Regions from separate parts of the Mus musculus genome. Here all the other regions are linked to region 1. Evidence: chromatin contacts called from public HiChIP or PLAC-seq and promoter capture Hi-C data. All regions are on one chromosome and are shown on one strand. Each heading gives the region's core, a stretch centred on a gene start, on an enhancer-like site or on the middle of the called end of the contact. The rest is flanking DNA. Distances are from core to core; before and after follow the strand shown. Region 1 holds the start of Twist2 (twist basic helix-loop-helix transcription factor 2). Region 2 holds the start of Mlph (melanophilin). Region 3 holds the start of Otos (otospiralin). Region 4 holds the start of Rab17 (RAB17, member RAS oncogene family). Region 5 holds the start of Olfr1414 (olfactory receptor 1414). Region 6 holds the start of Ndufa10 (NADH:ubiquinone oxidoreductase subunit A10). Region 7 has its middle 32 kb from the start of Mir6900.

The links. Promoter capture Hi-C pulls out the DNA fragments that hold promoters and counts their contacts. HiChIP or PLAC-seq counts read pairs in DNA pulled down with a chosen protein or histone mark.
Region 2: a promoter capture Hi-C map of stem cell-derived epiblast-like cells shows a contact between it and region 1, with 2.7 times the contacts expected there. The contact joins the promoter of Mlph here to the promoter of Twist2 in region 1. A contact is called at or near these places in 4 of 39 promoter capture datasets (the C10 cell line, HPC-7-derived erythroid cells, pre-B cells and 1 more) and 1 of 115 datasets of contacts at active chromatin or transcription factors (pancreatic cancer cells).
Region 3: an H3K4me3 HiChIP or PLAC-seq map of stem cell-derived neural progenitor cells shows a contact between it and region 1, with 4 times the contacts expected there. The contact joins the promoter of Otos here to the promoter of Twist2 in region 1. A contact is called at or near these places in 5 of 39 promoter capture datasets (embryonic stem cells, hippocampal neurons and liver), 4 of 115 datasets of contacts at active chromatin or transcription factors (astrocytes, embryonic stem cells, pancreatic cancer cells and 1 more) and 1 of 9 other capture datasets (pancreatic islet).
Region 4: a FOXA1 HiChIP or PLAC-seq map of pancreatic cancer cells shows a contact between it and region 1. The contact joins the promoter of Rab17 here to the promoter of Twist2 in region 1. A contact is called at or near these places in 2 of 39 promoter capture datasets (HPC-7-derived erythroid cells and embryonic stem cells) and 1 of 115 datasets of contacts at active chromatin or transcription factors (pancreatic cancer cells).
Region 5: an H3K27ac HiChIP or PLAC-seq map of embryonic stem cells shows a contact between it and region 1, with 5 times the contacts expected there. The contact joins the promoter of Olfr1414 here to the promoter of Twist2 in region 1. A contact is called at or near these places in 5 of 39 promoter capture datasets (embryonic stem cells, hippocampal neurons, liver and 1 more), 1 of 115 datasets of contacts at active chromatin or transcription factors (embryonic stem cells) and 2 of 9 other capture datasets (adipose tissue and macrophages).
Region 6: a contact with region 1 is called in a promoter capture Hi-C map of embryonic stem cells, with 4 times the contacts expected there. The contact joins the promoter of Ndufa10 here to the promoter of Twist2 in region 1. A contact is called at or near these places in 18 of 39 promoter capture datasets (the 3T3-L1 cell line, 3T3-L1-derived adipocytes, the C10 cell line and 11 more), 1 of 484 Hi-C or Micro-C datasets (the C2C12 cell line), 11 of 115 datasets of contacts at active chromatin or transcription factors (astrocytes, craniofacial prominence, embryonic forebrain and 5 more) and 2 of 9 other capture datasets (adipose tissue and embryonic stem cells).
Region 7: a contact with region 1 is called in an H3K4me3 HiChIP or PLAC-seq map of embryonic stem cells, with 4 times the contacts expected there. The contact joins the enhancer-like site here to the promoter of Twist2 in region 1. A contact is called at or near these places in 5 of 39 promoter capture datasets (3T3-L1-derived adipocytes, frontonasal cranial neural crest, hippocampal neurons and 2 more), 1 of 484 Hi-C or Micro-C datasets (embryonic stem cells) and 6 of 115 datasets of contacts at active chromatin or transcription factors (astrocytes, embryonic stem cells and stem cell-derived neural progenitor cells).

What each region holds. Positions count from the first base shown.
Region 1 is chr1:91,799,455-91,803,234 of GRCm38.p6, forward strand. It overlaps Twist2 (twist basic helix-loop-helix transcription factor 2), which reads left to right and starts at 2,007. Exons shown (of 2, transcript NM_007855.3): 1 at 2,007-2,695. The coding sequence starts at 2,173. The coding sequence ends at 2,655.
Region 2 is chr1:90,913,214-90,916,993 of GRCm38.p6, forward strand. Mlph (melanophilin) reads left to right here and starts at 1,887. Exons shown (of 16, transcript NM_053015.3): 1 at 1,887-2,040.
Region 3 is chr1:92,647,260-92,651,039 of GRCm38.p6, forward strand. Otos (otospiralin) reads right to left here and starts at 1,582. Exons shown (of 5, transcript NM_153114.2): 1 at 1,492-1,582.
Region 4 is chr1:90,967,830-90,971,609 of GRCm38.p6, forward strand. It overlaps Rab17 (RAB17, member RAS oncogene family), which reads right to left and starts at 1,791. Exons shown (of 6, transcript NM_008998.4): 1 at 1,401-1,791.
Region 5 is chr1:92,516,369-92,520,148 of GRCm38.p6, forward strand. It overlaps Olfr1414 (olfactory receptor 1414), which reads right to left and starts at 2,147. Exons shown (of 2, transcript NM_147039.2): 1 at 1,948-2,147.
Region 6 is chr1:92,472,184-92,475,963 of GRCm38.p6, forward strand. Ndufa10 (NADH:ubiquinone oxidoreductase subunit A10) reads right to left here and starts at 1,575. Exons shown (of 10, transcript NM_024197.1): 1 at 1,480-1,575. The coding sequence starts at 1,554.
Region 7 is chr1:92,430,168-92,433,947 of GRCm38.p6, forward strand. It overlaps the pseudogene Gm7837. Among named protein-coding and RNA genes, the nearest start is that of Mir6900, 32 kb to the right of the region's middle. Within about 2 kb of position 2,189, at least 23 of the 459 cell types and tissues checked have an H3K27ac peak or open chromatin away from gene starts, as enhancers often do. A contact at or near this core is called in embryonic stem cells and hippocampal neurons, where this site is marked.

The sequences.
Region 1 (3,780 bases), core at 757-3,256:
TGTTCCATGCAATGTCCCCACCCCCATCCTCTGGCTGAACTGAGCCCGGGCAGGCAGCTTGAGACCTACCAGGCTTCTTGGCTGGGCTGTTTTCCTTTCCCTCTCAACTATGACCTCTGCCTGGTGGAGGAAGGGAGGAGGGGAGAGGAGAAGACAGTGAGAAAGAGAAACACAGACACAGGGGAGGGGGTGGCTGCTGGGCTGGGCACCAGAAGGCTTCTGTTGGGAAAACACCCTTTGGTTACAGAGGGAGGACAGTATCACCTGATTTATTTATTTAAGCCGGACTTTAAAGGGGATCCAGGTCAGGAGATGCCTCACCCGTTTGAGTGATACACCCAAACGTGACCCAGCATGCCTGCACCCTATGCCTTCCACCCGGAAGTCCCAGGAAAGGCCGTCTCATGCAGGCAGGAAGCTGGGATCTGGATGCGGTTTTTTGGTCCTTAAAGGAACTTTGAATTTTTAAAAGATGAAGGAAAGGGACATTGGATAAAATGTGGCCTTCCCAGAAGGCAAGTCAGCCTGGCAATGGGCACTGTGGCTGAAGGAGACCTTTAACTACCCTTCTGAAGCCTGAGAATGTTTAAGGAGCCACAGAGCTGTGACAGTCCTCTGTGAGTGGGCCTGCTCTCCACAGAGCATTGTTCCAGTGGTGCGTGTTGCATGTCCCCAAAGGTGGAGAGCCCAGGCCTTTGGTGAGGGGGCAAGAAGTGGCATACACAGCTCTTCCAGCTCCTTAGACAGTGGTCTCAACCCGAGGGCCCCACATCGGGGGCCCTCCCCACTGCCCCCAGGAGTGGCTGAGGCTGTAGCAGTCTCTGGCCTCAGGTTCAACTTCAATAAGACCTAGTTAGCCCTTGATCACAGGGCTTCTCTGACAGCCATGCTCAAGCCTGGCCTAGTTGAGCCCGGGTCACCTGGGAATAGGTTCAAAGGCAAGGAAGCTGTAAACCACCTCCAGGCCCCAGCTAGAGCGGCCTGGCGAACAAAGAGACCCCAAGCACTTCAAACGCGCTGGCTGGCGCTCGGCGCTCAGAGTCCAGATGGCAAAGGGCCGGGATCCGTGATGTCTGTTCACCAAGGCCTGGCCCAATGTTCTGCAATCCTGAGCCCTCCTGCCCTGCCCATCAGTGCCCAGGGCAGGGGACTTCAGACAGGTTCAGCCTCTCCCTAGTCTCAGTGTTCTGGGCCCACCACCCGCCTGCAAGTGAAGCACAGTACAGAGGCTGAGGCTGAACCCCAAACCGGGATCCAACACTCAGGGCAAGGTCAGGTAGGCAGGCATGGCGGGCACATGGGCGCTCCCGCAGAGGCTCGCTGTGATGCCTAAGCTATAAAGCATTTAGGGGGCAGGTTCTGAAAACGTGTCCAGGCTGAAGTAGCCCAGAAAATCGGGATTGAAAAAGGATCTCCAACTTGCATACTGGCCCGAGCCGGGCGGCGTCTCTATAGATCCTAGAGGCGAGATCGTGGGGGTGGACATCTCTGCCAACAGGCGAGTATCTGCCCTGCCCCGGGTCGTGGCACTCTGCCTGCACAGCTCCACTCACTGCGGGCAGGATCGCGTTGCAGACGCCGGAGGTCTCAGTGCGCGCCCCAAGAGGCTCCCAGCTGCGTCCTTGGTCCACGGAGCACATCTGGGCTTGGACTTGCCTCCTCCACCCCTCGCAGAGACCCTGAACCCTGGCAGGGCCAAATCTGCTCCAGGAGACTCAGACAAAGGCAGGCACCGTTGAACTTAGAGGTCAGCACCGCTGATTAGCGGCCCGCGCCTGGGGTAGGAGCGCAGGCTGAGCGCGCGGATCTGGCCTCCGAGATGCGGGCCACAGTCAGGGCCGAAAAAAGCGGAGACAAAACTGAAAGTGCCGCCCGGGGGGGGGGGGGGGGGCGGGGGCGGCCGGCGAAGGCCCCAGAATTTGTCCTGCCCCTGGCCACGGTGGCCAATCAGCGCGCCGCCCTCGCTCCTGACAGCTATTTAGCAACCCAGCCGGGATAGAGTTTCCAAAAAAGTTAGAATAACTTCCTCTCCCGGAGACCTCGGTTTTGCACAAGCCGGCCTCGAAATCAGAGCCTTTGAGAGCGACCCGGGAGCCTGTGCTCGGCGGCCGCGGGCTTGGCCAGTGGCGTGCGCTCGGCGCCCCCCAGCCCCACGCGCGCCGGGCGGGCGCCATGGAGGAGGGCTCCAGCTCGCCGGTGTCCCCCGTGGACAGTCTGGGCACCAGTGAGGAAGAGCTGGAGAGGCAGCCCAAGCGCTTCGGCCGGAAGCGGCGCTACAGCAAGAAATCGAGCGAAGATGGCAGCCCGACCCCGGGTAAGCGCGGCAAGAAGGGCAGCCCGAGCGCGCAGTCTTTCGAGGAGCTGCAGAGCCAGCGCATCCTGGCCAACGTGCGCGAGCGCCAGCGCACCCAGTCGCTCAACGAGGCCTTCGCCGCGCTGCGCAAGATCATCCCCACGCTCCCCTCTGACAAGCTCAGCAAGATCCAGACGCTCAAGCTGGCCGCCAGGTACATAGACTTCCTCTACCAGGTTCTCCAGAGCGACGAGATGGACAATAAGATGACCAGCTGCAGCTACGTGGCTCACGAGCGTCTCAGCTACGCCTTCTCCGTGTGGCGCATGGAGGGCGCGTGGTCCATGTCCGCCTCCCACTAGCGCCGCGCCGTGCCATCCACCTCCGGAGCCGCAAGCCAGGGTAGGTGCTGCGTGTGGTGGGCATCCACGACGCACGGGTGGGTGGGCGGACGGGCCAGTGTATCTCTCCTCGTGAAGGTACCTCAGGCAACCGCACAGGGATGGGGTGAGCTTCCTCACCCTGCAAGGGTTGGCGCGACCTGAGAAAACTCTCCTACCCCGGGGGCACGCCCAAGGTCTTTTGCCAAGGGTATCCGTTCGGAATCCACCCGCCTGTGGTTCCCCATCAGGGTCCAAATACACTTATTGGACAAATGGTCACTTTTCATTTTTGGTGGATGGGTATCTGTGGGTGACTCTGTGGGGAGCGGTTGTCAAAACGTCTTCCTTAGGCCAGCGGAGGCCAGGAGATGCGATGCCCGCTGGGTTGTGGCCGACCTGTTGCCTCGCGCTCATTCTATGGAGCTGAGGAGCCCACGCGTGGTACAGACAATCCGCTCTTTCTGATCCGCAGTTCCGGCCCGCGCCTTGGATGCTAGGGCGTTCAAGCCCTAGCCGGCTCAGTACGTAAGATGATGCTGGCCCCTGGCGCGGCAGAGAGGTTTCTGTTCAGCGCTGGGGCTCCAGGTTCACAGAGGAGCAAATCTCTGGGCGCCAAGAATGCAGTAGACCCTTGTCGCCCCAAAAGTATGGAACCCTCAAGCGCCCAGGCCTGGGTGGATGTAGCGGCTTGGAGTCTCTGGCTGCCTGCAAGCAGGTGGATCGTATTTAGAGTTGTGTGCTTAAGTACCACCATCCTTGAACTTGGAAAGACACAGAGGCAAGGGATTCAGGCTGGGTAACAGGTCTGAGTGTGCGGTGGGTGTGGATGAAGAAGCAGTGTGAGCAGGGCCTTGCCTGGGAAGAAGGCAGCTCAGCACAGCTGAGCACCGGATTGGTGTTTCAGAGAGCGTTTATCATGTCCTGCACCCGCTGCTTAGCAGACACATCCCAAATCCCCAGGCAGCCCCAGGGGCAGTATCCTGCAGGCTCTGCTTCCCTGAGGCCTTGCTTAGATCTTCGAGGGGAGCGTGGTATAGAAAATTCTTCCCACTTAATTTTCCTTCGTTTTTCATGCATCTTGTGTGTTTTTTTTTAAATGAAAGT
Region 2 (3,780 bases), core at 637-3,136, 890 kb before region 1:
AATTATCTTTCGAAAAGAACCTGCCCACCAGTAAACATCAAGCAACCGTGCAGTACATAGCCTACATCATCAGACAGGATGAAACGGATTTCTGCTGGCCTTAGTGAGTGTTTGCCAGGAGCTCATGTGGCGGTGTGCTGTGAATATTGAGTCCAAAGCAACTTGCTGTGTCGAGTTTATTACTAACACCAGGTGCCGGACAGCAGTGAGGCTGTGGGGGGCGGCCTGTTCAGGGTGAGGCTGCCAGAAAGTCATGCTTCTCCTAAGAATCCCAAGTCACACAGCTGCTGCTTAATCACACACACACAACCACATACTCAGTCATATGCACACACACACACATAATCACATACACAGTCATATGCACACACAGAGAGACTCACACACTCAGTCATGCACACATACACAGAGAATCACATAGTTATATGCACACACAGAGAGAGTCACATACTCAGTCATATGCACACACACACACACACACACACATAATCACATACACAGTCATATGCACACACACACACACACACACAATCACATACACAGTCATATGCACACACAGAGAGACTCACACACTCAGTCATGCACACATACACAGAGAATCACATAGTTATATGCACACACAGAGAGAGTCACATACTCAGTCATATGCACACACACACACACACACACACACATAATCACATACACAGTCATATGCACACACACACACACACACACAATCACATACACAGTCATATGCACACACAGAGAGACTCACACACTCAGTCATGCACACATACACAGAGAATCACATAGTCATATGCACACACAGAGAGAGTCACATACTCAGTCATATGCACACACACAATCACATATTCAGTCACACACACACACACACACACACACACACACACACACACACGCGCGCACGCGCGCGCGCGCACACACACACATCTGCAGATGACCCAAAGCATGTCTTCTAAGGTTCCCTTTCCTCTCCTGCTGACAGGGAATAAATGCTACTATCACATCTGTCCACCCTGGAGCTAGTTATTGTTTACGGCCCTGTCTCTATGTTGCAGATGCCAGCACTGAGTTGTAAAAGTTGTCCTCAAAGAGTAGAGGCCTCTCTCTGTAGCTCAGGCTGGCCTGGCTGGAACTCAATACTAAAACAGGTTGGTCTGAAACTTTCAGCAATCCTCCTGCTTCAGCCTCCCAAGTGTTGGGATTTTGGGTGTGAACTAGCACACACTTGGCTAAGTGAATTTTTGTTTGGTTGGTTTTTTAATATAGCCATAGGGAAGGGGTCAGGGTGCTCTTATGCTGCGGCATGGGGGGAGGTTATGTTCTTTCAACATCCAGGGCAGATCTCTGGGTGGAGCTTCTCAGACCACAGACCTACTGGACTGTTTTCAATAGTCAAGGCCTTGGCCGGACTGGGGGGGGGGGGCCGCTTGTGAGTCCATCTGAGGGCCTGGGGGACAGCGACTCCAGCTGGAAACCTGGGCTCACAGTCTCACTAAGAAGTTGGTGACTTTGGGTAGGGCGCTTTTCCTCAGTTTCCCTGTCTGTGAAGCTAAGTAAAGAGTTAAAATGGATATTTGCGGAGGTGCCGTGTTCTCAGAGGATGCGGTTTGCCAGCAGATCCCTCCTATGGGGGACCAGAACCCAGTGGTGGAAATGAGCGCACAACTCCAACGCGTGTTCTGCTCTCAACCGGCTTGGGGACAAGGTGCCTCTGTCCTCCATACCCACTTCAGCGCCTCCCAGGAGGGCCACTGGAGTCCGCTCTGCTCTTGGCCTGTCCAGGCACCCTGGGGTGCACGTCGATCCCGGAGCTGGGCGGGTCAGGAGTAGCCCACGTGATCTGAGCCGCAAGTTGGGCAGGACCGGCGCCACAGCTGCCTGGATCCCCGCACACAGCTCTGTCTAGCTCAGTGCACCCTGACACTGGCCTCGCTCGGTGCCTGGGGTTTCTCTCTCAGGAGCTAAGAGAAAGGAGCAGAGGCCAGGACCCACCGAGCCAGAGCTACAGGCTGGGCATTCCCAGGAGAGAGGCTGGTGAGTGCACCAAGGACCTGGGGCTTGCAGAACTCCCAGAAGAGGGAATCTGGCTCAGGGAGGGTGCAGCGACACCTTACTTCTGAACTCTGGGCTTCTTCTGGATGCCTTAAACACAATGGGCGAAATCCTTGGGGAGCCCATTTGGGGCTAAACAGTTGGTTTTAATTAAAAGCTTCCTTTGAGCTAAAAGCTGGTGCCTTCGGGAGACTTGGACCGGAGCCCAGGGTGAGAGGCTATTTGTACAGAAACTTCCTCTTGGCTGCCCTCTTGGCTTCCTCTTGGCTGTCTTCTGGGAGCAAGAAGAAAGCAGATAGGTGCATGAAGGAGGCACCTGCCCTCCTCCGGACTTAGTGGAATCATGTTGTTGTTGTTGTTGTTGTTGTTGTTGTTGTTGTTGTTGGACCATAGGTCCTCTAGGCCCTCCTTCTTATTATGAAGATGTGAGAGGAAATGTGTTAACACCTCGAGTGTCACCCCACTGTGTCCAAGCCTGGGAGAGAGCTGAGTCTCACAGATGCAGGAAGATTTCACAGAGCACACACCTATGTCCTACTGACCTGAACTAAAAACACAGTTCTTTGCTTTCATCGGAAATGAGTTGGTGCTGTTGTCTGTTCTGTTTCTATGCCACAAGGATTGCTCTTGTTTCCTTCTGAGGGCTTTGAGTAATAACCAGGGTACAAGACTCCCCTAGATACCCAGGGCACAAGTCTCAGGAAAAGGGATGGGCTAAAGACCAGGGGTAGCTGGGCATTGAAGTTGGTGAACCCCTGAGCCTGATGGCTCCCTGGCCCAGATGTGTGTCATTTAACACACACCCATCTCCCAACTGATTACAAGGCCTTAGTAAGACACAGCAACAGCTTTCCTGGCCACGAGCATCACCCCTCCGGGCCCAGGTCTCCAAGGTGTCACTTCTTAGAGCATCACCAGGCAAGGTGGGGAGGTGAGTTCTTCCATCTCACCCAGCATCAGTGCCCCATCTCCAAAGTGGGTACCAGGGCAGGTGCCTCACAGGACTTGGAACCTGGTCCAGGCACAAGCATGAGAAGCTGGTGGGTCATCCTGATGCATTAGTGACTCTGAAAAGCTGCTGAGAACTAGAGGAGGAGGGAGGTTGGAGAGGGACACTGGGGGAGGGGGAGGTCAAGGAGGGGGAACTGGGAGAGGGGGGAGGTAAGGAAAGGGTAAAGAGGACACCAGAGCCTGTAGGCTAATGATACCGTTCCCTTCCTTCAGTATGGATGCAGGACGGCCATGTGTGCTGGCCATGCAGTCAAAGCACCTTTTAGGGCTCACTGTCTTGTTCTTTTCAAAAGCGACTTCTGAAAGAAGACACACACATCCCTAACATGTATGCACCCTGTACCCTACCACCATGGTGCCTCTTAAGTCTAAGATCCCAGCATCATACTGGGCTAGAGATGACCAGAGACCTTTGTAGATAAAGGCCAGCTTATCTGCTTCTAGTGCCACCTGTCCCAGAACCTGGCACATCAGTGACTGTGAGCAAACAAACTGAGGGACAACTCAGCATATGCCAGCTGACAGTGGCAGGATCACCCATGGGCCCCAACCTCTCACAGTAGACAGTGAGATCTTGAGAGCAGGAGGGACCTGAAGCACCCAAGCTGCCTATGCCTGAATTGGTTTGGAAGCCCAGCTGCAGGCTCTGTAGCTGCACCTGGTTCAGTTCTTGTCACAGCCTAGAGTAGAAGCCTTGCATGTAGGTCAGAA
Region 3 (3,780 bases), core at 332-2,831, 850 kb after region 1:
AGACACCCCCTGCCCCCGCCCACCCAGAACACATCTCCTTTGCACCTCACCCATCTGTCTCCCTGTTCTCCTGCAGACCACTCTGCCTTCAAGAGGGACCATTAAAATGGCTGAACAGGTAGAAGTGCTTGCTGCTAAACCGAGTTCGATCCCCACATCTCACATGCTGGAAGGAGAGAACGAACTCCCACAAGTTGTTCTCTGACCTACACATACACACCTGGAACACACTGCAAACACATACACAATAAGTAAATGTCATTTTTTTTAATGGTAAATGCCTTCCCCAGGGCCCTTGCATTCCTACATTTGATGGGAATCCCAAAACACTGGATTCCATCCTTTAATAATTGCTAGGATTCCTTCTAAAATTCAATGCTTGAGGGCAGGGAAGAGTTCGAATTCTCAAAAGCTCCCAAAGGTCGGGCCCAGGAACAATACCATATAGGATGGGCAAACTTGAAACCTGCCCAGTGACTGCTCAGAAGCCTGCATGATATCCAGTGCATAATATCCCGCCCCACACAGAAACTCGGAGGGAACCTCCAAGGTCTTAACAGTCTGTCTGCTTGGATTCAAGAGATGCTTAGATGTATAAGGCCACTCTGCTGGACAGAGGCCCCTTGTTATCTCCCGTGGCAGTCAGCTTGAAAAGGACCCTGTGGTAACGAACGCCAGGATTGGGAATGAGTCAGAGGTATCTGGCGCCCCCTGCTGTCCATCCATGGACACCACATCTGACTAATAATTACTCCTTGAGCCTCGCAGATGCCCCTGCCTGTACTCTGAAATGCTAGCGCAACCCAAATTCATTCTCCTAGAAGGCAGAGCCCAGAGTAGCTTACCATCATCCATTGAGCTGTCCCAACATGGACACAGGCAGGTGCTCATAATTTAAAGTCTCAAGGCCACAGTTCATCGTGCCAGTGTGTTTTCCTGCATTCTTCTCTGCCACGGAATGGTCCGCCTGTGTTTTGCACTGTTCATACATCCCCGAGCCCCGCAAAGCCTCGGAAGTGGCTTATAACTGATCCTAGAGTCACTTCCTGTTTCCTGGACCGTGGCCAGCATAAGTACTGGGGTGTAGGGGGTGATGGCTCACAGTCTGCCTTCTCCTCACATCTCCCAGACTGACATCTGCCCTAAGTCCTCCGTCCCAGATGGCAGCATTGCCCTCCCGCTTGTGCCTGCAGAGTACCCGGGTGTCCCAGGGACTGAGCAGTACCTCACTGACAGGGCTGGAGTCTTCTGGCTGGATTCAAACCCAAGGAGAGTGGCGTCATGTGACCACACAGAGCTGGGATTCAGAGGTTCTAGAAGTCATGCTGCCCCTTGTCCCTCTAAACATGCCCTGGTAGACACATTTCCTTTGGGAAGTGCCATCCCTGCTCCTACAAAGGAGGGGGGCGCAGACTTCTAATGTCACCCATGTTTGTCCTCAAACACACACATCCCTATCGGACTTTTAAAGAGCTTAACTAAACATGTTACCTTGGACATGAAAAGGGAGAATTCTGGGAGCGTGTTGAGCTGACTTGGCAAAGCCTGTCAAGGTGGAAGTCCCTCCACGCCACCACAGCTGATGCGGGTGTGGCAGCTTTAACAGGAAATCTAGAAGGGCCTGGGGTGAGACAGCCGGTCCCAGGCTGCTTGGAGAACAGGCTCAGAGCTTGGAGTGGAATGTTTCTGAGATGGCCTCCAGGGGGCGCCATGCTCACAGGCTCCTGTGCAGCTGGCCCACAGGACAGGGTTTGTGTTCTGGAATAATCAAAGTCTCCTTCCATGTCATAAGACTGACCGCATACGGATCTGAAGCTGAAATGTGAAAGCATGTGATCACCTTCTTTTAAAATACCTCGTTCTTTTCCTGAACTGACCATAGACTCTCTGAAAAGGTCCCAGGTCAACCCCGGCGAGTACCCCTTCAGAAACCACGAAGAATTGACCTGGATTGGGATGAGATGGGGTTGGGGGGTCCTAGGGACTCCAGTGTGGCTGAAAGAAATACAGGACGCATGGTTACATTTGAATTTCAAGCGACCAGCTTTTCTAGCGGAAGTTTCATGTCTCAAACATCTCCAGGGATCTGTCCCCCAACCCACCCACCCCCAAATATTCACTTTAGGTGAAACACTCATCTTCCCAACACCATATGCACACACAGGTGTGTACACACTTACAATGTGCACAGACAAGCAGGTGTCTATTGCTGTCATCCCATAGAGTATGGGAAGAGGCGGGCTGCTTTGGAGGCTGAGCCTGGGATCAGAAGGCAGGAGCAAGATAGGTGTGGCGCTACCTGAGGCCACCATCTGGAATCAATACTGCACCCCCAATACGCACAGAGAGCATCTGGGTTCCTGGGGGCTAATGGATCCAGAAACCAGCCCAGGCAGAACTGAAAGATCTTGCTGAGGCCAAGGATCCAGGGATTGCTATAGGCCCTGCCCTGACTGCAGGAAGCTCCACTGGTGGCTTCTCGGTGACATAAAGGGTTAACTGAACCACTGAGCCAGGCATCTCACTGGGAAGTTGCCTGGTTCACCACAGCTGCCTCCCTGAGAGGTGGAGTACATACCCTTCCCAGCAAGGAATATTTAGCTTGTGGTCATTTGCGACCCCCAACAGAAGGATGGGTCTCACATGGCCCATGGTTTTTTGTTTGTTTGTTTGTTTGTTTTTTCTCACAGGATTCTTTGTCATCTGCATTTCTCTGCATCATGGGAAAAGATTCCCAGGAACCCAGGAAGGGCTGGTGTTGACCCTGGGCTGTGAAGGATGTCATCTGAGCTTTTCCCACAAGGGCTTCACCACGTCGGACATGCTGACACAAGCCGAAGGATCTGCCTTGGACTCCAGTCAGGGGACAGGATACCAGAGACACAGGTCAGCAGCAACAGGAGTGACATCAATCCAGTGCCATACAGGCCCATTTACTTAGAAGAAGCCCTTGGGCAGACGTGACTCTCTCACCTCAGACCACTGCAGAGTTCTGATCTCTGCTCGCCGTAACACAGCCTTTCCCCCAGTTCCTTTGAACTGAAAGTGACTTGTCTGTCATGTTTCTAATACCACAGGGAGGGTTAAATGTTATGTCTCTAGGACTTGATATCGTAGGCTACAGAGCTCCCAGAACCAGCCAGGCCCTGTGGCATGGGCTAGAGGGGTGCAGGGAAGGACCCGCTAGCTCAGTTTCCAGCCTAGGAGGAACGTAAATGGGTTATCCTGTTTCTGGGAGAATGTTTTTCTGTCAGCAGAGGTGGTGTGGATGATGGGTTATCACCCAGTTCGAGTGCCCCGAACACCAGTTTCTGGACTGCAATTCATTGCCTTTCTCGCATGCATGCCTGGCTGGTTTTGTGTCAACTTGATATAAGCTAGGGTCATCAGAGAGAAAGGAGCCTCAGTTGAGGAAATGCCTCTAAGACATCCAGCTGTAGAGCATTTTCTTAATTAGTGACTGATAGAGGAAGGCCAGCCCATTGTGGGTGGGGTCATTCCTGGGCTGGTGGTCCTAGGTTCTATGAGAATGCAGGTTGAGCAAGCTAGTAAGCAGCATCCCTTCATGGCCTCTCAATCAGCTCCTGCCCCCAGGTTCCTGCCCTGCTCCAGTTCCTGTCCTGACTTCTCTCAGTGAAGGACTACAACCTGGAAGTGTAAACCAAATGAACTCTTTCCTCCCCAACTTGCTTGTGGTCATAGTTTTGTTGCAGCAATAGAAACCCGGACTAAGACACCTGGTTACCTCTCCAGGGTCACAGTATGGACCCTTTCCGGGTG
Region 4 (3,780 bases), core at 541-3,040, 830 kb before region 1:
AAGCTGTCAAGAGTGCAGCTGCCAGGGCCCTCCAGAGAAGAACAGAGTGGGTAAGTTCTCTGAGCCCACCTGCTCCCAAACAAAGATATCTGCCAAAGCTGAGCAGGAAGTCTGAGGGCCTGGGCATCATCACCAAAGGCCCAGCAGCTTTCCAAGGCAAAGACGTGAAATTCGGGGCTGAAACATGATGGGTTTTTATGCTTGTTAGGACCCCGGGAGGCACCAGCTCGGCCCAGCACTGATGGTGGCAGGATATGCCTCAGGGGTGGTACAGGGGAACTCTGCCTTTGCACCTCCAAAACAACACCAATAGTTGTTGTAAGCCTATAATCCCAGCACTTGGGATGCTTAAGCAGGGGGCTGCCACAAGTTTCAAGCCTTTCTGGGCTACAGAGTAAGACCCTATCTCTAATAACAACAAAACAGCAGCAACAATAACAACAACAATACCTCAGCTTTGATGTAATCTCACACTCTGCCCTAATGGTCATAGCATCAAACACAGTGTCCACGTGCCTGCGTCAGATTTCTACAATTATCTCGCTTTGATAGTTCATTCCCCTATCACTGAATTTTTTTCCTGCTATTAATTATTTTTCTCTGTAATAGATAAGACCACGGCAGATGTGCTCGTGTTGCTTTCTGAGTGACTGTGTGTTGCAAGTTTCCAATAGCAGCCAGGCAGAAGCCTCGACTTGGAGGGAAAGTTGGAGATGTGGTACCTGCCCCCTCTTCTAGAATTTGGATCTTTCTGAAGGCAGTGGTTGCAATTGGGAGTCTCTTCCCATCCTGACTGGGTCCTTCTTCAGCAGTCACAAGCCTGCCTCTCTTCCACCTAAGAAAACACATTCAGGGAAGGAGGAAACCCCAGGAAGCTGCACCCCTTCCTCTTCACCCAGATCCTCCAAGCTGTCCATTCCAGACACCGAACTTCAGAACAACATGGCATTTGACAGCAAGCTGCAGAAGAGAGTTTTTGGAAGAGTCTGCCAAGCTCTCTGCTATTGCTGGAGCCTCTGCAGCCATCTGAAAAGGCTTCCTTACAAGGCACCCACTCACTCACACTCGCCTTTTATGTTCAAAACCCTTAACTGGAACTTTCTGCAAGGAAAATTCAATGTGACCCAAACAAGAACACTATAGGTGCTGAACAAACTCAAGGCGTCTACTGTTTCAGATTCGCCTCTGATTCAGGTCCTGAGAACACAGGGACACACATCTGTATGCACACACACTCACAGCAGACACACACACACACACACATGCTCACAGCACACACACACATACACACACACACACATACACACACACTCACACATGCTCACAGCACACACACACACACACACACACACACACACACACACACACACGCAGCACAACACAATCTAAAAAGGACTCACCTGTTCACTTTAGAAGAGTGCTACAGACCACCATCCCACAGGGCCGCAGGCACCCCTCTCTTCCCCTGGCTGTGCTTCCCCTGGGTGCTGTATGACTCGTCAGGGTCCTGCCAGGGGCGGGGTGGGCAGAGCAGTGCACACTGACTACCAGCAGCCGAGCAAATGAAGTGAGCAGGCCCCCTGCTCCCACCAAGGCCCCAGCCGGCAGGACTCTTCCTGTAAACTCCGGTGCAAAGTCCCCACATGATCATGTGATCAGCTGGGTCAGAGTAAGCTAGAAGTCACACTTGGTGGCTCTCTGCCTCCTCACCGAGCTGCAGCCCTGAATTTCAGCCCTTTCCAGGTCTCACCTGTACCAGAAAGCATCACAGACTTAGAGAACAGCTCTTCTGTTACAGGAGCGAGCGAGCTCACTTCTTAATTTATGTAAACATCTCCAGTTTGAGGCCGCATGCCAGATGGGCAGGGCCGGGGCCAGAGCCTGGGATGGGTGTGCCTTGGAGCAGGTAATTGCCTGGGCAGGGCTGGAGGATCCCCAGAAGGAGAAACTCTAGGCTGAAGAAAGATGGAAATCAGTTCTCCTGTGCTCAGCCACAAGTCCCAGGCAATCGCGTGTTCTCTCTGTGCTCACAACTCACCTGGATTACCAGCTTGTGTTCCCAATGGGGAACTCAGCACCGTTTAAGTGGGGGAGGGGGCAGCTGTCGTGGATTCCCAAGAGGCTTTCCAATGCACCCTGAAGAACCTGTTTCTCTGCAGAGGCCACTGGCCTTCTTCTTGTCACCCTGTCCTCCAGGACGCACACCCTGTCCACACGTCTGGGTGCCCCCACAGCCTTGAAGACCAAGAACCTCATTCTGTTTCTGAACAGGACCCTGATTCCCTGTGCCTAGATTGGCATCCAAGGTGTGGCACCCAGCACCGCTTCTATCCTCCTTGTAGTGGGTAGAGATGTGTGGGCGTGGCCTTTTCGGTTTACACTGGAAATGGTACTGGTACAAAGGTCTCCGGAGTTCAAGGGGACACTGAGATGGGTTGTTGCGGGGGGGGGGGGTTATCAAAGGGGTTTATAAAGAGTTATTAACCCCATGGACAGACAGACAACAGCTCGGGAGCTGTAAGGAGAGGTCAAGTCTCAGAGCTGCAGGGTAACAGGTAGCTCAGTTCGACTGTTGAACATCAGACTGTTGAAACAGCGAGCCCAAAGGAGTGGGCATTCTCCTAGCAATCTTGTACTGGGGAGTACACTGCCTGGGAAGAGATTGCATGCATTTCTAACAGCTTGTCGGACTACCTTACAATGAGACTGAAGTTCTCATGTTGTTATAATGACGGATCCGTGGTGGGCGGGACCACACGTTGTCTGAGACTGATCAGAATAGAGGTGCTTATCCTTGGCCCTCTATTTAAACTCTAATCTCGATTCAGTACCCTGAAGACAGACTTGTGGGTGGCTGGACCTGCCCTTGCAACACATGCACAAGGAGCAATGGAAAGAGCTTTATATGTGCCGAATGTATTAAGTCAACTTACATAAAAACAGTAACAAACGCTGAATCCCACTGAAAGAGTGAGACTCTAGAAGCCGTTTGGTCTGTGAGGCTGGCTGCCTCACCAGTGAGATACAATCCCACTGTAACTGTCTCCCTCTAGAGGGGCAAACAACCCAGTATTTGCTCAGTTCATGAGGCTGGGGACCTCTGCAGTCTCAGGGGAATTGGGGGGTGTTGCAAAACTAGTTGGTTTCTGGAGAACTGTTGGTGTCTAGTCCACATCAGAAGGCTGGAAACACTGGTTCTGACATCAGTGGAGGAATAGCTGCAAGGAGAGGAATCAACTCAGAGGCAAGAGGGAGTTGAGCAAAAGGCCAAAAATCTTCCTACTGCTGTGCCCTTTATATATGGGCTGTGCAGAGGGTGCTGCCCTTGACGGGGGCAGGTCTTCCCACATAGATAAGGCAATCAGGACAGTTCTTCTGAGCTTACACGATGTTCGCAGAACCTTCAGTTCCCCGGGATAGAAGCACTGAGACTCCCCCATTTCTATTGGCTGCTCAGAGTTCTTGGGGTAACAGATCTCTTCATAGGCCCCTCTCACATGACACCCTACGTTCTCAAAGTCAGAAGAGGCCCTCTCTGACCTCTAGAGCCTCTCTTAGAGGGTTTGTCTGGTTGAGACAGGACTAACAAGCACAATCCTCTTTTTGTTCAACTCAGGGTCAGCTGACAAGGGCTCCAGTGACTTTAACAATACATCTTCATCTTTTTCCTGTAACATGACCTCCCCTGAAGACTGGAGCCCTGAGCAGGAAGAGGTGTATGCACCAAATTCCCTTCCCAGGATTCTGCTACCTAGAGTCCGGGTTCCCCCATTACCACTG
Region 5 (3,780 bases), core at 897-3,396, 720 kb after region 1:
GTCGGTGGGACCGGGCACAGCTGGGTGGGGACAGCAGCAAGAAGTGACACTTGGGAAAAGTTTCGAAGAGGCAAGGACCTGCCACATGGCTCCCTGGGAAGAAGAAGGCAGAGACTACCTACTGCATAGCTGAAGGATGTGGAGTTGGTCAGGGCTAGTCCAGTTGAAGGGATTGTGTGGACTAGAGGAGAAAAGAATTTGAAGGACACATGAGGCCAATAGATCAGTGTCACTCTGATGGCTGATGGCTGGGCTGATCCACACTGGAAATGATCAGTGCACTGAGGTCCAGCAGAGGAAGGGTGCATATATGGAGCTTCTGATCCCTCTAGGAGGACGAGATGGGACTTAGGCTAAGGACAGTGCCTGACACATTTTCTTGATCCAGACCCCGAGAGTCGAGGATGACCCTGGTCAATGAATCATTAGCAGCAGATGTGAATTTGATGGGCCAAGGGGAAGACTGGAAATACTTCAGGGCCGTGCCCCTGGGGAAGGAAGGGACAGTTAGAGATTTAGAGATGTGAGGTTCCAGCCAGGCCAAGCAGGGTCTCCCTGCTGGGAGTTCAGGGGCACAGGACTAGGTTGGGGCTGTCTGGCTAGTGACCAGGAGCAAACAGAATGGGAAAGTGGGATGGGAACACATTTGCGCACAGAACAGAGTCCTTTCAGGAAAAGACAACTGGAAATCTGGAGACTACCTGCCACTTCTCAGTTCAGCTCGCCCTTTACTTCTCTGTCACCTTGGGCATGGAGGCCTCAATGAGGCTCACAATAGCACTGCAAAGGGGCACAGGGCATAAGTCCTGTTCCTCCATTGCCTGTCAAGACTTTTGGCAAGTGTGGAGGCTCCCACGACAAGCCACTCTGCAGTCTGAGTGGCAGTGGGCAGGAGCAGGCAGGTGAGACCACAACCATGGTAGGGCCTGGGAAGTGAGGGGCCCTGGAAAAATGGTTATCCTCTGTCACACCTGTCCCCAGAGTCTCCAGCCCTGCCTAGATCCAGGCCAACTCTGGAGCTGCTAGTGGTTCTCTCTAGAGCTTGACTGGGAAGGATGGTTGGATTTTGCTAGGATCAGAGCCTGGGGTGGATTGGAGGTAGAACTGTCCTGGGTCTTCCTTACAGTCAGGGGCGTGCCTAGCTACCCAAGGAGTCTAGGCAGGAGTCCAGGAGGACATTAGGAAAGAGGGCAGTCTCACTCTGATGGGAAATGTTAGAGGGAAGCTGTTCTCTGCATTCCTTTGAGTCCCGTGCTTGTGGCCTTCAGATTTCCAAATCACAAGAAAGAATTGTGGTTCTTTCTGGATTCACCAAAATGGGGCAATAGAAGTTTAAATGGGCGAGAGAGGGAGCAAGAAAAAGCAGGGCAACAAAGGGGAGAGTGATCAGGTGGACCACAGACAGGGGCAGTCCTCCCAGAGGCTTGGTTCTGATCCATCAACACCCTATGGCTATGGTGAAGGTGGGTTCTGGAAATGGTAGTTGGCTCACAGTCCTGCCTGCCCTGGCACTGCACAGGGTTGGTTTATTAGCACTGGATACTGCAAGGATGGGTTTTCTGGGGCCCCTGCCTGAATCCCTCCAGCTGACTGCAGGCTGGGTGTGGTGTGTGTGTGTGTGTGTGTGTGTGTGTGTGTGTGTGTGTGTGTATTCAGGGGAACAGGCCAGCTTCCTGTGAGGAACAAGTGGAGCAAGGCAGATGTCAGCCCTCTTGAGGTTCATTCATCCACTTTTCTGAAGTCAGGGTCAAGGGGACATTTCCTGAGGGGCATGTGCACGGAGTTGGGCACAAAATGAAGAGTGGGAATAGTAAGTATTGGAGAGAATGTTAGAAGCAGTGGGTGTGAGGAGGCTGGAAAATGCATGCAAATAGCAACAGGAGACAGGATGCTGAGAGCATGGAAATTTCTATGGTACAATCAGTGCCAAGATCAGTGATTCCCTACCTTGGAGATCTGCCGGTGTCTGTGTGTCTGTCCTCAGTCTTCTGAAACCACTTCTCTCTGTCCACTGTCACCCCCAGACACCTGGCTTCTGCTGCAGCCTGGCTAATCCCTCAGAGCAGCTGGCCCACTTGAGCCACAGCTGGTTTAAAGGAGGCACTGAGAGAAAAGGGAAGCTTCCTTCCCCATGTGCGAGGACGTGGGACTCCAGGGCCCAATTACCCCACAGTACAGTGTGTCTGCCCCACACCGCCAATTAGCCCTGGTCTCCTGTGCTGGATGGCATGGGCTAGCAAGGAACTCAGGCCTTTTGGTGTCTCTGCTCCTTGTCCCCAGCACCCTGTCCAAGCCTTCAGGCCCTGGGCAGAGCTTCTCTCCATTCCCTCACTCTGGCTACATGGCCCTGTCCTGACTGGAGCCACCTTTGCTCTTCAAGGCAGGGAGGGACATGTCTCTGTGGAGAGTGATGACGAGGTCTAGTCCAGAAGATGAGGTTGAGGTAAGGCCCTACTCAGGCCTGCAGTTTATGACTGTCATCACTCATGAGTGAAAAGGCAAAGTTGAACTTTTGATGTAGACAGAGACATCTTTCTTGTGATGGACCAGAACAAATATCACGGCTTATGTCTAAGACAAACAGACTTGCCAGGTGGGCAGAGTGATAGAAGCCACTGATCCCAGGCAGGAGAGTGAGTCCCAGAGTATAGGTAGGCTCAAGCTACCTATATCTTCAGCAAGGCCATCAGAGAGAACAAGGCTCGGTCCAGTTTCGAAGCGAGCTGATAACCCAACCAACCTTTCCACAAAGTCATAATCGCCCATCAGCCAGTAGGTGTCACAAATCAAACACAACCAAGCAGGCCTTCCAGCTTCTCAGAGAGGCTAAAATAGAACACCAGACAGCTCCGGATGGTGGTGGGTGCAGACTCTCCTACACTGCCAGTGTGAGCAAGACAGTCCAGCTGCTCTGTAAAGGACGTCTAGCAGTTTCTTATTGAGTTGTAAAACTAGACATATATTCATGTACAACTCCAGATACCTCCATCTATATGGCTGTTCCTTTCACAATCTCTCAAAGCTGGAAATAGTCCCATGTCCTACAGTGTGTTATTTGCTGAGCCAGCTGAACCCACAAGTGAGCTGTCTGGACACAGGATGGCGTAGGTGGGTCTTATGTCCCCACATGCTCATTGCCCATTTGGGCATCTTCTTAGGTTCCCAGAAAAAGCCAAAGCACTTTTCATCAGTCCCTGCCAGAGCCTGTGAACTCAGGCGTGGATGGTCCTTTCCCAGTTCCTGGGCAACATAGACCAAACCAAACCTATAAAATAATCATGGCTATAACAAGTCCTTCATCCTTCATACAGTCATAGGTATAGAATCAAGGAGGCCAAGCTCTTGGCATTGCCTGGGAAGAGTGAGAGGTTTGTGTGGCCACCTGGCAGGAAGGTGCTTTTTGCCCATAGTGGAAAGACTTTTGCTGTGTTCATGGCTGCCTGCACTGTTTGCCTCTGTTAGATGGTCTATTACGTTACAAGAGAAATTATTTTTATTAATTAATTTGGTTTAATGACAATCTCACAGTATATATATATATATATATATATATATATTTCTGATTACTCCCTGCCCCCATTCTTTCTTCTCTTTCCCCCAGCCCATCAGCTCACCTCCTCCTCCTCAGATCCCTTCCCCACATGCATGACTTTAAGTTTTATTTTTCTGACCCATCTGGTTTAACACAGACCATCTGTGTAAGCGCTGGATTACACCTATTCAATGGAACTGGGTGGGGTCACCAGTGTGTTAACAGCTGAAGCCACTGACTCTCTCTCT
Region 6 (3,780 bases), core at 325-2,824, 670 kb after region 1:
TGCATGAATACTTAAATCAGCTTTTTCACAATTGCCTTATGGGGAAACTACCAAGATGATCTTCAATAGGTAAATGGATAAATGGCAGTATAACCAAACTATGGAATTAAAGGGAATGACTAAAAAGGCCATAAAGACACAGTGAGTCTTCCCCCACCCCTGCTGTTTTTGGGGGCTGGATTTGAGACAAGAGTCTTGCTATGTAGCCCTGGCTGGTCTGGAACTCCCTGTATACCAGGCTGTCCGAGAATTCATAGATCTGCCTGTCTCATGTTGGGATTAAAGGTGTGCACCACAACATCTGGCTTAAGAAATATTGTCTAGATTGTGTACGTGTGTGTGTGTGTGTGTGTGTGTGTGTGTTAAAAGAGAAACAAGTACTCTTAACAGCTGTGCAGCCCCACAAATAAATTCTAAGTGTAACTGTCAAAGTCTATGTAAAAAAAGAAAGCACTGTGTCAGGTAATATGTGTGACTGATTACACGAGTCTAGCATAGGCAAAATGACAAAAATCATCAAAAGCACAGTGGCTGTCAGGAGTTGACAGGGTGGGAAATAAATGAATATTAAGGACAATAGATTTTTTTTTTTTTAGGGCTGTGAACTACTCTGTGTGTATTGTAAAGTCCAAAATATAATATTGCTCATTGTGCAAAACAATAAAACTTCACAGCATAAAGAATGAACTCAATGCATGAAAAGCTTAGGGTGGAACGGGGTGTGACTGAACTTCCGACATGTGAATATATGAAACGACTTCACTGAAGAGGGTGATGTGAAGATACAGGGGAAGGAGTGTGGTCTCTGAGGGTCAAGGTCAAGAGTGGATTGTGAATATGCTCTGTGCTCTTGCTGCTGTGCTCCACTGCGATCCTAATAGGCTTAAGCTGACAGTGCTAATTCATAGTGGGGCTTAGGCTGACAGTGCCGATCCAGGCTCACATTCACACACACCTCGTCTCTCTCTGGTTCACATCTATACCTCTTTCACACACAGATCACTCCTGTTCAAAATAAAAATCCTTAGCATGACTGTCAACCCCTTTCCGATTTACCACCTATGTAGTTCTAGCTACTATAAAGCAAAGAAGTTATGATGCCGTCATAAGACGTGTCCTGTTTCCAGCCACGGTCCCCTAAGCACCTACTGTCACCCATTATTCTGCATGCACCCTAAAAGGTCCTAATCCTCCCCAATCTACCCCAAATCTCTGTTGCTGCTCCACATCACGTCACCCCAGAGTCTACAAGGCGTTCCACAAAGCAGTTTCTGAACCGATGAGCATGCGGGCCCAGGCTCCGGAGCTCCGGCATCTCGGCTCTCCGTATGCAGCCGGGAAAGTGAGTCCCGCTGCACCGGTGCTGTGAGCGGAGGCCTCAGGAGCTCGCGGCTCACGGGTCTGACAGACGCCGCCGGAGCGTCAGGGCTCGGAGCCGACAGGCCGAGATCCAAGCAAGGAGAGCCACCCGCCGCTCACCACGCGCTGGGCTCCGGCCGCGAGGCCGCGCGCGGGAGCCGACGCCGGGACGAGTCTCAGCAACCTCAAGGCCATGACTTCGCCGTCTGCGCCGGCTCAAGGACCAGAGGGACATGAACGCGACGGGGTCCTAGCTCGTCCGCGGCGCGCTGCCATGACGTCACCACTGAGTGTTCGCGGCGCCTGTCGAAAAAAGAAAATATTCCGGAACTGGGACGGGGCGGGGCCAGAGGGAAGGGGCGGAGCTTAGGCTTGTCGACGCTCTAGTTGCTTGAGCTTAGATTGTTTGGGCGAGGAGCGCGCCTAGATCCTAGACAAGTTATAGTATGAAAGTGGCAAAGGGCTAGAAGTCCTGCCTGGGCCTTGAGGCTCCCAGCTTTGAGCTCGGGTTCTCGCAGATGCTTGAGTTGTGTGACAAAAGTGTGACCCCCCACTCCCAGGTGTTCTGTGGGGTGAATCCTCTCGCTCCCCAGAATCTGTGCTGTCTCCCTGCTCCACGCCCAAACGTAGACCCACTTTCTGTTTGAGTTCTGTAGGGAGGATCCGCTCCCCGCCCTTCTGGTCGCTGAGGAGAGAGTCCATTCCCCATCTGAGTTCTAGGGGCGTCACATTCTCCCTGCCTAGGTTTCTGAGAGAAGGACCTGTCATCAGCTTGAGCCCTGTGGGGGCAACCAATTCACGACCTAGCAGTTCTGAGCTTTTGTAGTGCTAAGAGCTGAGGTGGCCACAGACCTGGCACCACCATATATCTCCAGTGCAGATCACCCTGCCTCATTTCCACAGCTGCCGACTTTATAGTCACCTCCTGGAAAGCTCTTCAGCTCCAAGAGCCTCTGAGGTGGAAGAGTGCAGTGCGCAGAAGCCAGGAAAGTGCTGATAGGGAGAGGATCCCCAAGACAATGAGGAGTTCTGGGTTGGGTTTGGACCACTTTCCATGTAGTTAACACAAAACCTCCCCCGCATTTCTGGATTTCTAGAAAGTCCTGTATCCTTACAGTACATTGAATACGGGAAGGGGAAACCTCTCCTCATTTCTTTTGAATCCTGATCATTATCTCATTTCCCTACTCCCCTCCAGTGTAATTCAAAAATCACTCAACCCCAAAAGAGAAATTTCCCAAGCACGTATGTTTTACTGAAGAATTTTACTTTATACATAAATATATGATACTAAATATGTACAGTCTCCTCCAGAAAACAGAAGCGATAATGCTTACTATCGCATGTTATGCTGCCATAACTGTCAAAGACAGTACAAAAATGTAAGACCTCCATATATCAGTATCTCAGCAAATTGAATCCAGCAACACATGAAATGAGTGGTGCACCACAAGCAATGGGATGTCATCCTAAAATCAACTGATATAAAAAACAAACTAACCAAAATAATTATGTGTGATCAGATTGCTTGGTTCAGGGAAAGCATTTGACAAAATTCAATATTCATTTAAAATAAAAGAACACATATGCTCCAACAAAGGCTACAGGGTGGCTGCTTCATCTTCATAAAGTATGCCCACAAAATCCTAAAGCTAACATCATATGAATAGAGAAAGAATGGGATAAGAGCACTGACTGCTCTTCCAAAGGTCCTGAGTTCAAATCCCAGCAACCACATGATGGTTTACAACCATCCGTAATGACATCTGACGCCCTCTACTGGTGTGTCTGAAGACACCTACAGTGTACTTACATATAAATAATAAATAAATATATATATATATAAAAAGCAAGGGGCCTGCTTTCCTCACAAGTACTCAACAAAGGAACCCCTAACCCACATAATAAGTACAAAAGATAGAAGAAGAATACATACAGGAAAAAAAGAGATACAATTATTTGTAGATTATATTATTTTTACTCAGAAAATCCAAAGGAGTTGACCAAAAAAAGCTTCTAGAATAAATAGCAAGTTCAGCCAGGTTATTCAATCCAAAAGGCAAACACAAACAAACAAAATAAAAAAGAGAAACACACACACACACACACACACACACACACACACACAGAGAGAGAGAGAGAGAGAGAGAGAGAGAGAGAGAGAGAATTACACAGTATTCTGTATGCTAACAGCATAGAAGTCAAAGCTGAATAGCAGATGGAATTCAATTTATATTTGGTCTAAGTAAACTTGTAATACTTGCATTTAAACATGACATATCTGTAGGAGGCAACACTTTAAACACTGATATAAGAAAACAAAGAAGAGTTTAATATATGTATATATAAAATCACAGATCAGAAGAAGAAACAGGCAATGTCAAGTCTTCTAAGTCTAATGGAGTTCCAACTAAAACCTCC
Region 7 (3,780 bases), core at 939-3,438, 630 kb after region 1:
CCTCCTCTTCCTCCCTGCTTTTGTCTTGCTCCTCTGATTTTTTTTTTTGTCTTTGTCCTTCTTTTACTCAGACTCTTCCTCCTTGCCTCACTGCTCTGCCTGTCCTCTTCTAGAGCGTCTCTCAATGGTGTAATGAACCACTGGGACGCCATCTCTTCCATGGCTGATTGCACATCACTGGCGTTGATTGAGACTTGCGCTTCCCTTTCATTGTGAAGTTATCCGTGTGGCATACAGAAGGAAGATGCTGGCAGTGCAGGAGGTGGCACTTTGGCCTCCTTGGAGATGCTAATGCTATTCAGGAATGCTTCCTTGATGATCCTGGTGTTGTTGGGCAGGTTGAGGTCCTTGGGCCTCTCCACCATTGCTCAGGCCTGAGCTTTCTCCATCTCAGGCCTCCTCTTCACAGTTCTAGTGTCTGGACTTCCCACGTTGCTAAGATCTCAGGAAATTTGTTCTCAATGCTGATTTTTTTTTTTTAAAGAAAAAAAAACAACAAATTACAGGGTAGCTGACAAAGTTCTGTGTTCTGTTTGACAATATTGCATGACTATATATATGGCTAATTATGTGAGTTCCCACCAAAGACAAATTCAAGAGAAATCTAATTTTTATTAAAAATTCTGTCCCTAACATGCCTGGTGATAAGTTAATTACCTTCCATGGCACAAAAACAAACAACAAAGTGTCCTATGTCATATTTTTTTTTCTTAAAATGGAAGAAAAAATAAACAGGCCCAGAGAGACAAGTTTCAATGTGAGAGTAGACTGGATTCAGCCAACCATGGCCTCAAGTTCACAAAACCAAAGGGTGAAACTGACTGTGGGTACTGTTAAATGCCCACTATGTGATTCTGAAAACCATCCATATTTGATGCAGACATTGGAAAAAGTACTTATAGCAGGTGTAGTTTCAAAAGCCTTGGCCTCGTTGTTTGGTCTTGGAGCCCAGGACAAGGGACTGAGGTGCATATTTTACACATCAAAGCAGACCTGGTCTCCAGGTTCTCCCAGCATCCCTCAGTCCCTACCTGACATACCCTGCCCCCAACCCTGAACTTCCCAGCCCAAGGGCTGGCTGCCCTTCCCAGAGGCTTTTCCCTATATAATCCAGACAGTTTGGTCTACTCTCTCTTCTCCCCCCCACTTCTCTCTCTTTCTCTTCTTCCTCCTTCACTCATCTCCCTATGCTGACCTCCCTGGCCTCTGGCCAATGGGGCCAGTGAACTCACCCAAGAGTAGTTTTCCAATAAACCCACCTTTGATATATTCTAATCTGGCTTGGATTGGCTCATTTCACTGGTGGAGACATAGTTTATTAGTGGTGGTCTTTGAAGATGCTTCAGTGCTGAATCAGGGTCCTGTAGGCTGAACATCCTAACTCAGGCAGGGATGGGGAGTGGTCGGTCATTCAACAGTGAGAGAGTTCACTCTCAGCACCACCTGGCCAGCTTCGCAGGTTCCAGAGGGCAGCTCAGCAGATGGACAAGGGAGGATCTTAGCCCCAGGAGCAAGGCTGTGAATGGAGACTCAGACCTCACAGTGACCGAGGAGGCAGAGCCTAGGAAGGACAGGCTAAGGCTGGGGGAAGCAAGTGTGCTCTGTGTCCTGTGTCAGGGCCAGTTGTTATAGCCCTGGCCTTGGAGCTGAGCACACGGGAGGAGACACCTTCAGAGAGCCCTGTAAAAGTAATTTTAGGCGGCTTTCTTTCCCCTTGCTCCTAAACAACTGCTGAGTGTTTCTATGCCCACTCTAGCCCACGTTAGCTCCCAAATGAACAACACTGAGACCTAATAGATTTATTAACAAGCTGGCAGCCCTAACTGGGCAGATGTTCATTTATTCTAACCCTACAAGGTCCCAGCCTCATGGTCCTTGAGCTGTAATCCGAGTCTTGCTCAGACTTGTTCTACTCCATGTGTCCCCTCATGGTGACTCCCCCTGGTCCCTCCACCTGGTCCCTCCACATCTTCTCTCCCTCAGTTCCCTCACTTGGGACCCCCATCACTAGGATCAGATATTCTGCCTTCCGTCTTCCCTCTGCCCAGTTATCAGCTGAATCAGCTCTTTATTAACCAATCAGAGGTGAGGGAAAACAATTTTTACATAACAGTGAGACCGGAGATGCTTGACTGGGACCAGATGTCTGGGCATAGAAATCAGCATCTGAATACACAGTGCACACAACCATCCCCCAGCAGAGCCCAAATGGCAGGACTAGCCTCACAGGATACTTCCTTAAGCTACGGTCATCAGCTCGTGAGGCTAAGGGGTGGTGGCCAGTCAGAGTCCAGAGCTGGACCCAAAGTCATGCCACTGGCCTCCTGGATGTCCCCTCAGCCAAATGCATGTCAGCTGTGGCCTTCACCCTACTGCCGTCTTTGCAGGGTACCCTGGGCTCTAAGGTCCTGTTAGGTCACAGAGAGCTGTCCTCTGTCCTCCCAGCTTCTGTGCAGGACAGGAGGGCAAGAAGGCACGTGACTCACATCAGTGGCTCTAGCAAGGTCTAGTGTAGTAAAAACAGTTTTAAAAATCCCTGCGCTGGTTTATTTTTTCTCTCCCATTTTTGACCATATATGTTTCCAGATGAAAGGCATATAGAGCCTTATATTTTTAAATATCCCTTAGGCAGCACAATAGCTGGGCAACTGCCTCCCCTCCATGCTGTTAGAATCCCCTTCCCTTCTGATAACTCCGGTTACTGCTTACTAACTTCTATGCTCTGTCTGGGCTGCTCTTAACTCTAATTTGGCCAGCCCACACGTCCATGTTTGTACGGCTCAGCAACCCCACTGTGGCTCTCCTCCCTCCTGCATATTCTTCTTCTTCCATGGCGGCTCCTTTCTTTCTCCTCCTTCCTTTCCTCCTCCCTTCCTCGGGCTCTCAAGCCGGGGAAACCTAAACCTCGCCTATGCCTCTTCTCTTCGGCTATTGGCTGCTGCTGGCATCTTTATTTAACAATCAGAATTAACTGGGGCAGGGTCCCTCGGTGTCTTTTTTTTTTTTTTTTTTTTTTTTTTTTTGGAGACAGGGTTTCTCTGTGTAGCCCTGGCTGTCCTGGAACTCACTCTGTAGACCAGACTGGCCTCGAACTCAGAAATCCGCCTGCCTCTGCCTCCCTAATTCTGGGATTAAAGGCATGTGCCACCACCGCCCGGCCCTCAGTGTCTTAGGTGCAGACTTTCTTGTCTTTGGGGCAGTTTTGGGGGGCCCAAATTAGCATTAGAATATAAGCAACATAGGGCCAACCCACTACATTTCCACCCCTATTTGTCCAATTAAAAAGGCCCTTGAGCCAGGTGGTGGTGGCGCACACCTTTAATCCCAGCACTCGGGAGGCAGAGGCAGGCAGATTTCTGAGTTCGAGGCCAGTCTGGTCTACAGCGTGAGTTCCTGGACAGCCAGGGCTATACAGAGAAACCCTGTCTCGAAAAAGCCAAAAAAAAAAAAAAAAAAAAAAAAAAAAAAGCCCTTGAACAGTCAGTCTAGTAGGAACCCTTTAATGAAGTCTTACATCTGGGGTGCAAACGAGGCAACAGACAGGCTAGGAGCCTGGAACCCAATGGTGGACCTAGGACACCTGCTGGCTCTGTTGATGAAGCCCTCTCGGTCCGGTCCCCTTCCATCTTGGTAACAGCAGGAAGTGACACCCAGGTGGTTCCGGTCCGGTCCCCTTCCATCTTGGTAACAGCAGGAAGTGACACCCAGGTGGTTCCGGCGTAGGAGAGAGGGAGGGGGTCCAAGACATCTGAGGTTCTAGGCCTCTTCTTCTCCCTCTCT